Regions from separate parts of the Mus musculus genome. Here region 2 is linked to region 1. The links are chromatin contacts, called in public ChIA-PET maps. All regions are on one chromosome and are shown on one strand. The core of a region is the stretch at or near the end of the contact, and the rest is flanking DNA. Distances in the headings are between cores, read along the strand shown. Region 1 overlaps Smap1 (small ArfGAP 1). Region 2 holds the start of Sdhaf4 (succinate dehydrogenase complex assembly factor 4).

Region 1 (6,394 bases), core at 1,276-3,775:
TCTATGCTCTGATATACTGTTGTCAAAATGTAATATGGATGAAGCTCTTCTATTTCTGAGATGCCATAAGTACAAAACAGTCTTAGTTTAGCATGAAAAACAAAACCTATATTCAACAATTTGATGTTTTAAAAGTTTTACAGGGTATGTATGTGTCGGGGGCCTTGTACCAGCTAGCGTATGCTTCCTGATTGGTGGCTCAGTGTCTGAGAGATCTTGGAGGTCCAGGTTAGTTAAGACAACAAATGAAAAAGACACCCAAAAATGGAGATGCAAAAGAAGGTTGAATTGCTTTAAATTTAAAATATAAAAAAAGTTATTCAAAAGAAAGTGATATTATTAGAGTTAGAAAATGAATATTTGATATATAAGATAAGTCACATTACAAGTCTAAAAAGATTAAACATATTACTGAACAAGCATAGCAAATATAGACATTCCTGTCATTGAGAAATTCAGTTTATATTTAAAGCTACATACAATTCAAACATACAAATGTAGAGAATTTACCAGAGCATCAATAAGAAGAAAGCTGCAGCAGCAGTAAGATTAGCAGTGCCACATCTGCTGCACACTCAGTGAAAAAAGTGACGACCAGTTTAATTCAAAAATACTAGATGAATACAACTATGTTTTAAAAATTTTATTTAATATACTTTTCCTTTGCAGAAATTACATGAAAGGAAATAGTCACATACCTCCACTTTCATCTAAAACTTTTTAAATGGAAAGCTTTGCTGGCCTGGATGTCTACTATGTAACTGGGAGCTGGCCTTTCACTAGATCTTCCTGCCTCAACCTCCACAGTGCTACAACTGCATCTACCATCTAACTTAACTCAAGGATTTTAACTTTAAAGGTGACAGAAATACCACAAGAAATAATGTGTTTCCATCAACTATATGCTGTTTTATTGCACAACAATGAACATTTTTAAACAGACATAAATGGATGGCTGGATGCATGGATGGATGCATGGATGGATGCATGGATGACAGGTGGGTAAGAAGGTAGGTAAGAAATGAAAATAATGAAAGGTAAGTAATGAAAACCTAAAGAAGTGTATTGGGGGTGGGGGGAGAAGTCTCCATCGTCTGTACTGAGACTTTACCTCTACCTTTTACCCCCATGGCCTGACAGCTGAAGACGGGCACAGCAGAACCCTAACCACGAGGAACACCTACAGTTTAGTTGCTACTTTAGCACAGTGACATTGCTCGGTTACTTATCTACACTTTTTGAGCCATTCTTTTTTTTTTTTTTTTTTCATTTTTTATTAGGTATTTAGCTCATTTACATTTCCAATGCTATACCATTATTGTACTTAGCCTAACTGGCAATTCAAATTAAAGCCCGGGAAAACAGCACAGTTGTTGTTCTCCATTTTTGAGTATGTCTTTTATTTGTTGTCTTGTTCTATCATGTTGAATATTTACTTGTGAAATAAATTTTATATCTGATAAACACTGATAGAATCCCATAATTTTGGCTTCCAAAGCAGTAATCTGTCCTTTTAAAAAAGTGTTAATGTGTCCATGTGTGCAGGCAGGCATCCGCCTGCCCACCTATGTGGAGGTCCATCAGCAGGCTCAGCAAGTGTCCTGACCCTCCGAGCCACCTTGCTGGTCACAACACTTCCTCTGAGACTTAAAGTTGGTATTGAGGCAGGCAAGTGAAGCAAAGGCTACCAATTTACCTCATAATAAGTTTTCTTACCAATAACTAGATAATAATAGAAATCTATACACATTTAGCGAATTATCTTTCTGTCTTATGCCAGAAAATATAAGCACTCAAATTATCTACTAAGAATATTTCTTTCAGCATGAGAAGGAACACCCATCCTTCACATCTAGCCTGAGCATCCTGCCACATTCTTTTGAACTAAGACAAGAAAAAAGTGTATCCTTTGAGGTTAGATTACACTTCTGAGGAAAGCTAAGTCATATTGCTAAGAGTGATGAGTGACTTTCTCATTCACAGGTAATTACTGAAAATGTTTTCAAGCTACAGTGCTAACCAGAGAGGACTAAGCTTACAGTGAGATAATCTGAGGAATGGGATAGTCATACTCATCTCTACTTGCTCACTCAACAGTAAATCTCAACTATGTACTTCTAGCTGCTAGTTAGTCTTGACACAAACTATGCTAGTAATGATAGACTTGTTTTACTCAGTGCAAAGTTTTGAAGAAGCTAAAAACCTTGGCAGTATCATTTCTTAATAACAAGGACATTGTTCACTGTTCAAATGCAATATAGATACTGAAAAGATTAAAATGAATAAGGAATGATTCATAGACAATGGGTAAACTTAAAAATTAATACATTAAAAATCAAATGTGAAAGATATGTTTATTAATCATACAAAAATTAATCCTCTCCAAAAATTTGAAAAGTCCATGACAACAGGCTGGGCATAGGCATCCATGCTTTAATCTCAGCAGGTGGAGACAGAGTTAAGTCCATCTTTCTCCATGAACTAGAGGGGAGCCTGGTCTACACGGTGAGTTCCAAGCCAGCCAAGAAGCACAGTGAGAACTGTGTTCAAACAAACAAACGCAAAACCTGACAAGCTCACACTCAGAGACACTCAATCTAACCCTAAACCACATTAAAAGAATCTCAAGTTTTTAAACACAGGTAACTTTATTTATTCAGTAACAAAAATACATTTTGATAAAAACTATTTATTTAAAAACAAGCAGTCAATAACTCTAAAACACCATGTTCAGGAGATGTCTTTAAAAAAAACTGAAAGAACATACAGTGTGTGTGTGTGTGTGTGTGTGTGTGTGTGTGTGTGTGTGTGTGTGTGTGTGTGTGTGAGTGAGTGATGAGAATATGGCATATCTAATAGCAGTAAATAAGTAACCCTTAGATATTACTTTCTAAGTGGCTACATTTTATAAAAACCATATATACCTCAAACTTAATAGTTTAACTGGACTCGGGTCTGGTTAGATCTTTTGGTAAAGCATTTTTAAAAAAGATTAGCATCTTTGAAAATAGTACTCATGATTATATGAGTATCATGGGAGTGGTAATAGTGACCATAAAGGTGACACAGAGTACATTTAAATGTGGTGAAATTACTTCTCTTACTTTGATTAATAAATACCTAACTATTTTTACATCAAAAAGCCTTTATTCTAATTACAGAACATTAAACCATATTGCAACCATCACTTTTCCAAATCTGAATGAAGACTATATAGGAATGACTTCCAAGACACAGGTTTCAATTTATGCACAGTGCTGTCCCTGAGCCAAGAGCTGTCATCTGCATCAGAGCAGTTGCAACTCTTGCAAGAGACACCCCAGATCTGGCTTGTTGGCTCTGAGCATTCCCTAACAGAAAATGAAAGGGAAGAGTCACTAGACCGGCACCAGATTTCTATCACTCCCTCCATTACAACACCCCTATGCAGCTATAGGGGAGAACTCACTATGCTGGGGTAAGAGTTTCTACTTGTAGTATTTGGGGGACACACCCAGGCTCCTGCAAGTCAACTCTAGCCTGTACTCTTTATCAGTAAGTCCATTAAATACACTGCTTCCCCAAGCTAGACTTTGATGGACTCACACTTTTTCATGAGTGACCTATTGGAATGCTGTTTTTATACAGGTTTTTATACCCACCACGGGGTACCCAAAAATATCCCTAAGGAACTAATTTGTAGACAGAAATCAGTATAGTGTTTGTCCTTGGAGGATTTGATTGGAAATTGACACAAGGGAACTCTACAGTGAGAGATGTTTGCTCTGCCTCCACCAGGGCCAACACTGGTAAAGTTTGTCAAGCTCTGTGAATCCTTCTCTGTGACATGGCAATTGTTTTAAGTAGTAAATAAACTAATGAAATGCCATGGTATCAAGTTGGCATTTCTGAGCATTCTTACAACAAGAATGATAGACCTTTAGATCTGAATAAAAAGCAACTTCAAAAGACAGATAGCAGCTCTTATCTAAAAATTCAGACTTGACTCCTTGTGACAAAATGCTGGGCAAAGACTGTGGACTATGGGCAGGCAGAGGGTTCACTCCTGACAATCATTCCAAGGACTGACTCAGAGAAGGCATGGCAGCAAGAGCAAGCGGGAGTTTGCCACTTTCTCCTTTTCCTCACAAAGGGATCCCAGTTCATCAAATGGTGCAACCCACATTTAGGGTGGGTCTTTACACTTCAATTAACCTAATTTACATAATCCCTCAAAAACTTGCCCAGAATTTTGTTACCATGGTAATTCCTAATCCTAGTAAAATTGGCAATCAAGATTAACCATTATAGCCCTTCCGCTCGCTCGACTCGAGACTCGAGCCCCGGGCTACCTTGCCAGCAGAGTCTTGCCCAACACCCGCAAGGGTCCACACGGGACTCCCCACGGGACCCTAAGACCTCTGGTGAGTGGATCACAGTGCCTGCCCCAATCCAATCGCGCGGAACTTGAGACTGCGGTACATAGGGAAGCAGGCTACCCGGGCCTGATCTGGGGCACAAGTCCCTTCCGCTCGACTCGAGACTCGAGCCCCGGGCTACCTTGACAGCAGAGTCTTGCCCAACACCCGCAAGGGCCCACACGGGACTCCCCACGGGACCCTAAGACCTCTGGTGAGTGGAACACAGCGCCTACCCCAATCCAATCGCGTGGAACTTAAGACTGCGGTACATAGGGAAGCAGGCTACCCGGGCTTGATCTGGGGCACAAACCCCTTCCACTCCACTCGAGCCCCGGCTACCTTGCCAGCTGAGTCGCCTGACACCCGCAAGGGCCCACACAGGATTCCACACGTGATCCTAAGACCTCTAGTGAGTGGAACACAACTTCTGCCAGGAGTCTGGTTCGAACACCAGATATCTGGGTACCTGCCTTGCAAGAACAGAGCTTGCCTGCAGAGAATACTCTGCCCACTGAAACTAAGGAGAGTGCTACCCTCCAGGTCTGCTCATAGAGGCTAACAGAGTCACCTGAAGAACAAGCTCTTAACAGTGACAACTAAAACAGCTAGCTTCAGAGATTACCAGATGGCGAAAGGCAAACGTAAGAATCCTACTAACAGAAATCAAGACCACTCACCATCATCAGAACGCAGCACTCCCACCCCACCTAGTCCTGGGCACCCCAACACAACCGAAAATCTAGACCCAGATTTAAAAACATTTCTCATGATGATGATAGAGGACATCAAGAAGGACTTTCATAAGTCACTTAAAGATTTACAGGAGAGCACTGCTAAAGAGTTACAGGCTCTTAAAGAAAAGCAGGAAAACACAGCCAAACAGGTGATGGAAATGAACAAAACCATACTAGAACTAAAAGGGGAAGTAGACACAATAAAGAAAACCCAAAGCGAGGCAACGCTGGAGATAGAAACCCTAGGAAAGAGATCTGGAACCATAGATGCGAGCATCAGCAACAGAATACAAGAAATGGAAGAGAGAATCTCAGGTGCAGAAGATTCCATAGAGAACATCGACACAACAGTCAAAGAAAATACAAAATGCAAAAGGATCCTAACTCAAAACATCCAGGTAATCCAGGACACAATGAGAAGACCAAACCTACGGATAATAGGAATTGATGAGAATGAAGATTTTCAACTTAAAGGGCCAGCTAATATCTTCAACAAAATAATAGAAGAAAACTTCCCAAACATAAAAAAAGAGATGCCCATGATCATACAAGAAGCCTACAGAACTCCAAATAGACTGGACCAGAAAAGAAATTCCTCCCGACACATAATAATCAGAACAACAAATGCACTAAATAAAGATAGAATATTAAAAGCAGTAAGGGAGAAAGGTCAAGTAACATATAAAGGAAGGCCTATCAGAATTACACCAGACTTTTCACCAGAGACTATGAAAGCCAGAAGAGCCTGGACAGATGTTATACAGACACTAAGAGAACACAAATGCCAGCCCAGGCTACTATACCCGGCCAAACTCTCAATTACCATAGATGGAGAAACCAAAGTATTCCACGACAAAACCAAGTTCACACAATATCTTTCCACGAATCCAGCCCTTCAAAGGTTAATAACAGAAAAGAAGCAATACAAGGACGGAAATCACGCCCTAGAACAACCAAGAAAGTAATCATTCAACAAACCAAAAAGAAGACAGCCACAAGAACAGAATGCCAACTCTAACAACAAAAATAAAAGGGAGCAACAATTACTTTTCCTTAATATCTCTTAATATCAATGGACTCAATTCCCCAATAAAAAGACATAGACTAACAGACTGGCTACACAAACAGGACCCAACATTCTGCTGCTTACAGGAAACCCATCTCAGGGAAAAAGACAGACACTACCTCAGAGTGAAAGGCTGGAAAACAATTTTCCAAGCAAATGGACTGAAGAAACAAGCTGGAGTAGCCATTTTAATA
Region 2 (6,394 bases), core at 2,393-4,892, 120 kb after region 1:
GTGGGTATCTGAGCTGAACTTGCTTACAGGCCGGCCTTCTCCTCAGAGAGCTTAAGATCAGAAGTGAGAGCCGAGCCCACGTGTGGCTGCTCTGGACTGACAGTAGCGAAGAGAGGCTCCTCTCCTTTAGTTCCAGCTGACAGGCGACCCGGGATGAAGGAAGGTTTAATATTAGTTAAGAGAATGGGAGACGTCTCCCCTCGAATACGCAGTTCCCGTTGTTTTCTGAGGGCCAGCTTCTTCCCTGGACCTTAACGCTGCCTCGGCTTTCCCCTGAACGGTAATCATAATCGTACTGCAGCTGATTCTTTTTCTTTCGTAACAGCCAAAAGTTTCCTCAACAAATGCAGGTTTGTTATTTGTATCAAAGAAGATCTCATCTTACATGTTTTACCTTTTGAATAATAAAAGCACAGTAAAAACCAACTAAACAAACAACTCCGCCCCTGCCCAAAACCAAGTGAGTACTAAGAACTTAGAAGCCCTTTTTTTTGAGACAGTCTGTGTTGTCTGGGCTGCTCTCACATTCCCGATTCTCGGGCATCAGTGCTGGTACTGCAGACATGTGCCACCGTTTCTAGCTCTAGAAAGACTTTTTTTTTTTGGTGGTGGTGGGGGTGTTGCATGTGTACTTGTGTATGTATATGTGTATGCATGTTTAATGTATGTGTGCTCCTGTGTGTGCACCCATGTGCTTGTATGCATGTGCATGCTGAGATCAGAGACTGACTTCAGGTGTCTCCCTTCACTGTTCTCGACCTTAGACATTGAAGCAAGGTCTCTCATTTGAGCTCAGCGATTGCTGACTTAGCTAGTCTAGGTAGCCAACTTGCCTCAGGGATCCACTGTGTCTTCTGAGTGTGAAATTGTAGTGGGTTGCCTGCCGCAGCCACTACCACAAGGGTGATGGGATCTGAACTCTGGCCCTCATGCATGTCCTACAAGTACTTCATGCACGGAGGCATCTCACCAACCGAAAACTTTTTTAAAGAAGTAACAACTACACATATGGATAGTCCACATGGTATTTTTACTCACTATATCCTTTATAACCGATAATAACAATTATGACCATATTTCACTTCTTTCACCTTTTCCAGTAATGAGCATCGACCTTGCCATGTTAAGTATGGACAGGGGTTTACTAACCACTACTCACTCTGCAGTGGCTCTCTCTCTTCGGGTGAATCCTCCAGTGAGTCAAAACGACCGAGTGGCAGCTTTGACTTCTTAAGGGCTTGCTTCGCAGGCTCAGGCTTTCCTTCCTGATAACTCATTTTCCTCAAAGAATGATTCAGAAGAGATGGTCCTAATGGAGAAAGAAGGACAAGGCATACAGTGAAAATTCCTTTCTGAACACATACATTCTACACGGATGGGGTATTTCCCTTCATTCTACATGGAGAGGAGATTTCCCTGCCTTGGAGATAACCAATGTTACACGTTTTCAAGAAGAGCTATAAAGCGATGAGACAGTCAAGCACAGGGGAGATAGTTCAGCAACCTTAGACTCCACCTAGTTTGGATTATGCACAGAGTCCTCTTCTAATAATGTACTTGGCAGCTTAGTTTCCGTATGTGTATATATACTATAATACACATACTTTTCTCCAAGAGATGCACCTAACAACCTCTTAGTGACATAAGATACCTCCAAACACCAGGATGTATGTACATCCATCTTTGGACAATGGGATTTTTCTCTTCTCTAAATAACAAACCTAGACAGATTCTATTCATTTGTACTCTCCCCATGTTCCAATACAGGGCCAGAAAGGCCCATCTGGCCTATACTGGGTTTTGGTGCTTACTCACTGTCTTAGTCAGGGTTTCTATTCCTACACAAACATCAAGACCAAGAAGCAAGTTGGGGAGGAAAGGGTTTATTCAGCTTACACTTCCATACTGCTGTTCATCACCAAGGAAGTCAGGACTGGAACTCAAGCAGGTCAGGAAGCAGGAGCTGATGCAGAGGCCATGGAGGGGTGTTTCTTACTGGCTTTCTTCCCCTGGCTTGCTCAGCTTGCTTTCTTATAGAACCCAAGGCTACCAGCCCAGGGATGGCACCACCCACAATGGGCCCTCGCACCCTTGATCACTAATTGAGAAAATGCCTTACAGCTGGATCTCATGGAGACATTTCCTCAAGGGAGGCTCTTTCCTCTGTGATAACTCCAGCTTGTGTCAAGTTGGCGCACAAAACCAGCCAGTAAAACATTCAGTAAGATAAACTGAGCCAAAAAAGTGTATTTTTTCTTTAAGGAAAATCTTTTATTTACTATGTCATGCCAATTTTGGCAGGTGTATTATTGAAGTCAGATGCATTATGGGAAGGAACATACACAAAATTGATAATGCTGCCTAAAATATCAATCAGAGTGCAAACCGCCCAAGCTATATGCCCCTTACTCTTATCCTCTTCCTGTAGCTCCATAAAAGACCAGAGGCAACGAATCAGGCCTCCTTCACTCTGGTTTAAATAAAGTGTCCTTGCTACTTTATAATCAGTATGGGTTTTAATTTCAATCCCTTGACTAAGGAAGCACCTGGCTTGCCCTGATCCTGACAGCAGAATCATTAAATCAGCATCCATTAAGGATCCATTGTGCTGGGGCATGGGGAAACACACACCAGCAGGTGTAGCAGCCTATACTGATGTTTCTAGAATTGTCCAAGTATCCACGAGGGTACATTTCAGGGTGGTATGATCTTGAACTGTGAGTTGTTAGAAAAAGCAATGAATACAATCAGCATAAAATCCTTTCCAGGAAGAAAACCTCATACAGGCACTTAATGGAAAAGGTCTATCACATTTGTACACGGGTTTGTTAATGTTTCTTTTGTTTCAAAACACTGGAATGCTGGATAAACAGTAATAAGGATTTGGAGCGACCCTTTCGGTTTCTATAATTCTCACAGATCATTTAAGATTTTAGCAGCCAACAGGTATTAAATATGTGAAGGGAAACATTAAAAAGTAAAATAAAAACCAGGCCACTTGTTATGAAAGCAGTAATTCTGTCTTTGGTTTACAAAACTTCTCAGGGTTATCATCAAGTAAACTTGCATTCTGCGTGCTCTTTGATATGATAATTGAGGGGTATATTGAGAAAGAATGCAATAGTTCTGAAAACTTTAGCTTCTACAGAAAGACGAGGGCATCTCTTCTAACAGTTCTTGGCTTTGTGAAATTTTTATTTTGTTCTTTGCTCTACGTGTGCACTTCCCCAACGTTTGAACCAGGCTGACCTTGAACTCAGAGATCCTCATGCCTCTGCCAGCCTAGTGCTGGGTCTATAGGCATGCGTCCCTTGTCCGGGTATAAATTATTCTTGATGTAAATAAACCTGTAAATTAATGACACTGGTCTTTTCCGTATTTTTCTAGCCGCATCTAAGAGCGAGGCGCTTTTCGAAAACCCTACGCCAAGCACCGCTAATGCTTCTGTAGCCACCGCGGCAGCGTCTCCGCGCCTGCGCCCTCGCATTTCGGAACTCGGCTTCCCACGCGGGCCCCCAACTCTCAGGACCCCGGGCGGATGGCCTTACTTGCTGCTCTCCAGACGAAAGTCATCCGTGAAACGGAAAGGGTCGTGGAGACCATTGCGCCGGCTCCCACAGCGTCTGCGCACGCGCACCAAGGTGGGAGGGGCGCTCCACAGGGGAGCCCGCGCCCTCTGCGCAGGCGTCAACGAGGGCAGAGAAGGGCGGAGCTTCGTTGTGTCCCTGGAAATCCTCAACTGCTCAACTGCCTCGGGTAATCCTGCAGTGCCTTGTCCTCACAAGTCCTCGCCCTTGGTCCTGCGCAGTACCTGGGCAGCGCTCTTAGCTATTCCGATGGACTTAAAAGACAAAACCAAAAGCCTGCACGAAAGTAATAAATTCTAGAGTTCACACCACCTTAGTGTATGATGCTTTAAGGAGGGAAGTTCAAAGTCCAATACAGAGATGGAAACTTGAATCACCCTAATTTAATTGCTCCATAAATCTGTAGTTAAAAATACCTAACATAAAACATTTAATTAGATTGAAGATTCCCACATTTTGAAAAAATTTTAGTACGTTCAAATATTGTCATGTGAATTGATTATTGAGATTGTTCCATGACAGGGATCTGTTAGAAATTATTTTAAAACACAGGCTGGAGAGATGGCTTCTCTTTCAGAGGACCTGGGTTCTATTCCCAGCACCAACATGGCAACTAGTTTCTAACCCCAATTCCGGAATGTCTGACACACTCTTCTGGACTTTGTTGGCACTAGGCATACACATGGCATGCAAACTTGCATACATACAAACATACATTGCAAACATACTTACATCATACCAGCAAAGCACTCGTACAAAAGAGATCTTTTAAAAATATTGAGCTTAAAACCCTTGAAATATGACAGCTAAAAGTTTCCCCCCATTATTAGAAAACAAACCAAACTCATAGCTGGTCAGACGAGTGGTCCATTAAATTCCCATCTTGCGGTCAAGAGTGCTGACCCCCAAGAACACCTTGATCACCTCACCTTCCTCCTAGCACAGCTGTGTTTCTCAGTGGCTCCATTAATACAATAGCCACAGTGATAAGAACAAAGGCACCAATGTACATTGAACTGTCTTTCTCCTCCCAGGACTTACTGGCTAGCACCACTAACTTAGCAACTCGTGACTGACTTGATCTGTGTCTTTCATCACTAGAGTGGTTTTGTGTTGTTTGTATTTTTTGTTTTTAATGCAGGAGTGCTGTCTACATGTACACCTGCATGCCAGAAGAGGTTATCAGATCCCTCTATAGATAGTCCTGAGTCACCATGTGGTTACTAGGAATGGAACTCAGGTCCTCTGAAAGAGCAGCCCATATTCCTAACTCCTGAGCCATCTTACCAGCTCTCAACCTGCACTATAGTATTAAGCAGCCTGGGAGACAGAGCTGACTTCAAGAGAATCAATTCACCTATCCAATTATGAAGGTAGCAACTTGCTCTTAAATAATTATGTTTGAACTGTGTTAGATTATAGGCGATTCCACTAGACGCCTCCCAGGGACCTAGCAACAGCTTGTCTTCCCCTGCTACTACCTCCAGCTCTGCTCCCACATTCCTTTCTGTCCTTCTCTGTGCTCCATCCTCTTCTCTGCGCTCATAGCTCTGCTCCCACCGTCTACATGTCTGCCTCTACCCTTCTCCAGGTCCTTACTCCCCTTCTCCCCCCACCCCCAATAGGAGATCTATTGCATGGTATAAATTCTCAGGGGCACACCTTGGCATGTTAGCACCAGGTACACCCTTACTGCATTATCTTTCATAACAAACTGTTTTCCTGGTTATCTTTCCTTTCATACAGTTCACCTGTGGCCCTAGTGAATGCTTTGTACTACATAAAGTGTCCTACACAAATTGCATATCAAAAGAACTTTTTCCTGTGGATGTAAATCAGGGGACTGCTATTGAGAGGATCCACTGATCGTATCAATTATTCCATCTTCCAGGCACTGGCCTTCTAGGATGATGGGCTGATTGGGGTTTGGAACCAGGTGATCAAATACTTGGATGTGCTGTCCCTAAAAGATGTCATATACTCCAAAAATCAGTCTTGAGAGATCAACTTGGGTTGAAAGAGTCCCGAGAGTAGAGTGGGGAAACACCCCGGTTACTTCTTAGACACTTCCGATGTTTTACTTTCCACTTGAAGAAACAATCTACCATACCCTGTCACTGCCTGCTATGGCCCACTGTACCAGTGTTGTGAAATGCCTGTAATTCTGCTCCAGCTACACAAGGCTTGGGCAATGTATCACCTGAGTGAGGTAACTCGGACTCTAAAGGACATGCATGGTATGTACTCACTAATAAGTGGATACTAACCGGAAAAAAAAAAAAAGCGCTGAATACTGAAGCCCACAGAACACAAAAAGGTCAACAAGCTGAAGGGCCCAAGTGAGAGGAAAGCAACCACAACGGGGAACGGAGGGACCTTCGAGGGAAAAGGGATGGGGAGGGGTGGAGAGGGGAACATGATCAGTTATTGGGTCAGGGGAAGGACTGAAATCCCTGAGGGCCAGCAGAAAGAATGGAAACAGGCAACCTCTGGAGGTAGGAGGTTGTGGGGACCCTTCAGAATGTACCAGAGACCTGGGAGGTGAGAGACTCTCAAGACTCAAAGAGAAGGACCTTAGATAAAATGCCCTACACTGGGGAGCGGGAACTTATAGAGCCCACCTCCAGCAAGAAGACAGGGCATCAAGTGAGGGATGGGGTTGCCATCCCACAGTCAAAACTCTGACCCATAATTGTTCCTGTCTGAAAGAATTATGGGGATGGAAATGTAGAGGAGCCTGAGGAAAAGAAGGTCCAGTGACAGGCCTAAAGTGGGATCCAGCTCAAGGGGAGGCTCCAAGGCTTGAC

The links. ChIA-PET counts read pairs in DNA pulled down with a chosen protein or histone mark.
Region 2: an RNA polymerase II ChIA-PET map of memory CD8 T cells shows a contact between it and region 1, with 11 read pairs. The contact joins the promoter of Sdhaf4 here to the enhancer-like site in region 1. A contact is called at or near these places in 7 of 39 promoter capture datasets (cranial neural crest, embryonic stem cells, fetal liver and 3 more), 7 of 115 datasets of contacts at active chromatin or transcription factors (bone marrow-derived macrophages, fetal liver, intestinal villus epithelium and 4 more) and 5 of 9 other capture datasets (adipose tissue, embryonic stem cells, liver and 2 more).

Annotation. Positions count from the first base shown.
Region 1 is chr1:23,880,981-23,887,374 of GRCm38.p6, forward strand. The region is part of intron 2 of Smap1 (small ArfGAP 1); the gene reads right to left. Among named protein-coding and RNA genes, the nearest start is that of Smap1, 38 kb to the right of the region's middle. Within about 2 kb of position 2,526, at least 8 of the 459 cell types and tissues checked have an H3K27ac peak or open chromatin away from gene starts, as enhancers often do. A contact at or near this core is called in memory CD8 T cells, where this site is marked.
Region 2 is chr1:24,001,998-24,008,391 of GRCm38.p6, forward strand. Sdhaf4 (succinate dehydrogenase complex assembly factor 4) reads right to left here and starts at 3,643. Exons shown (of 3, transcript NM_026503.3): 1 at 3,549-3,643; 2 at 1,160-1,309. The coding sequence starts at 3,603.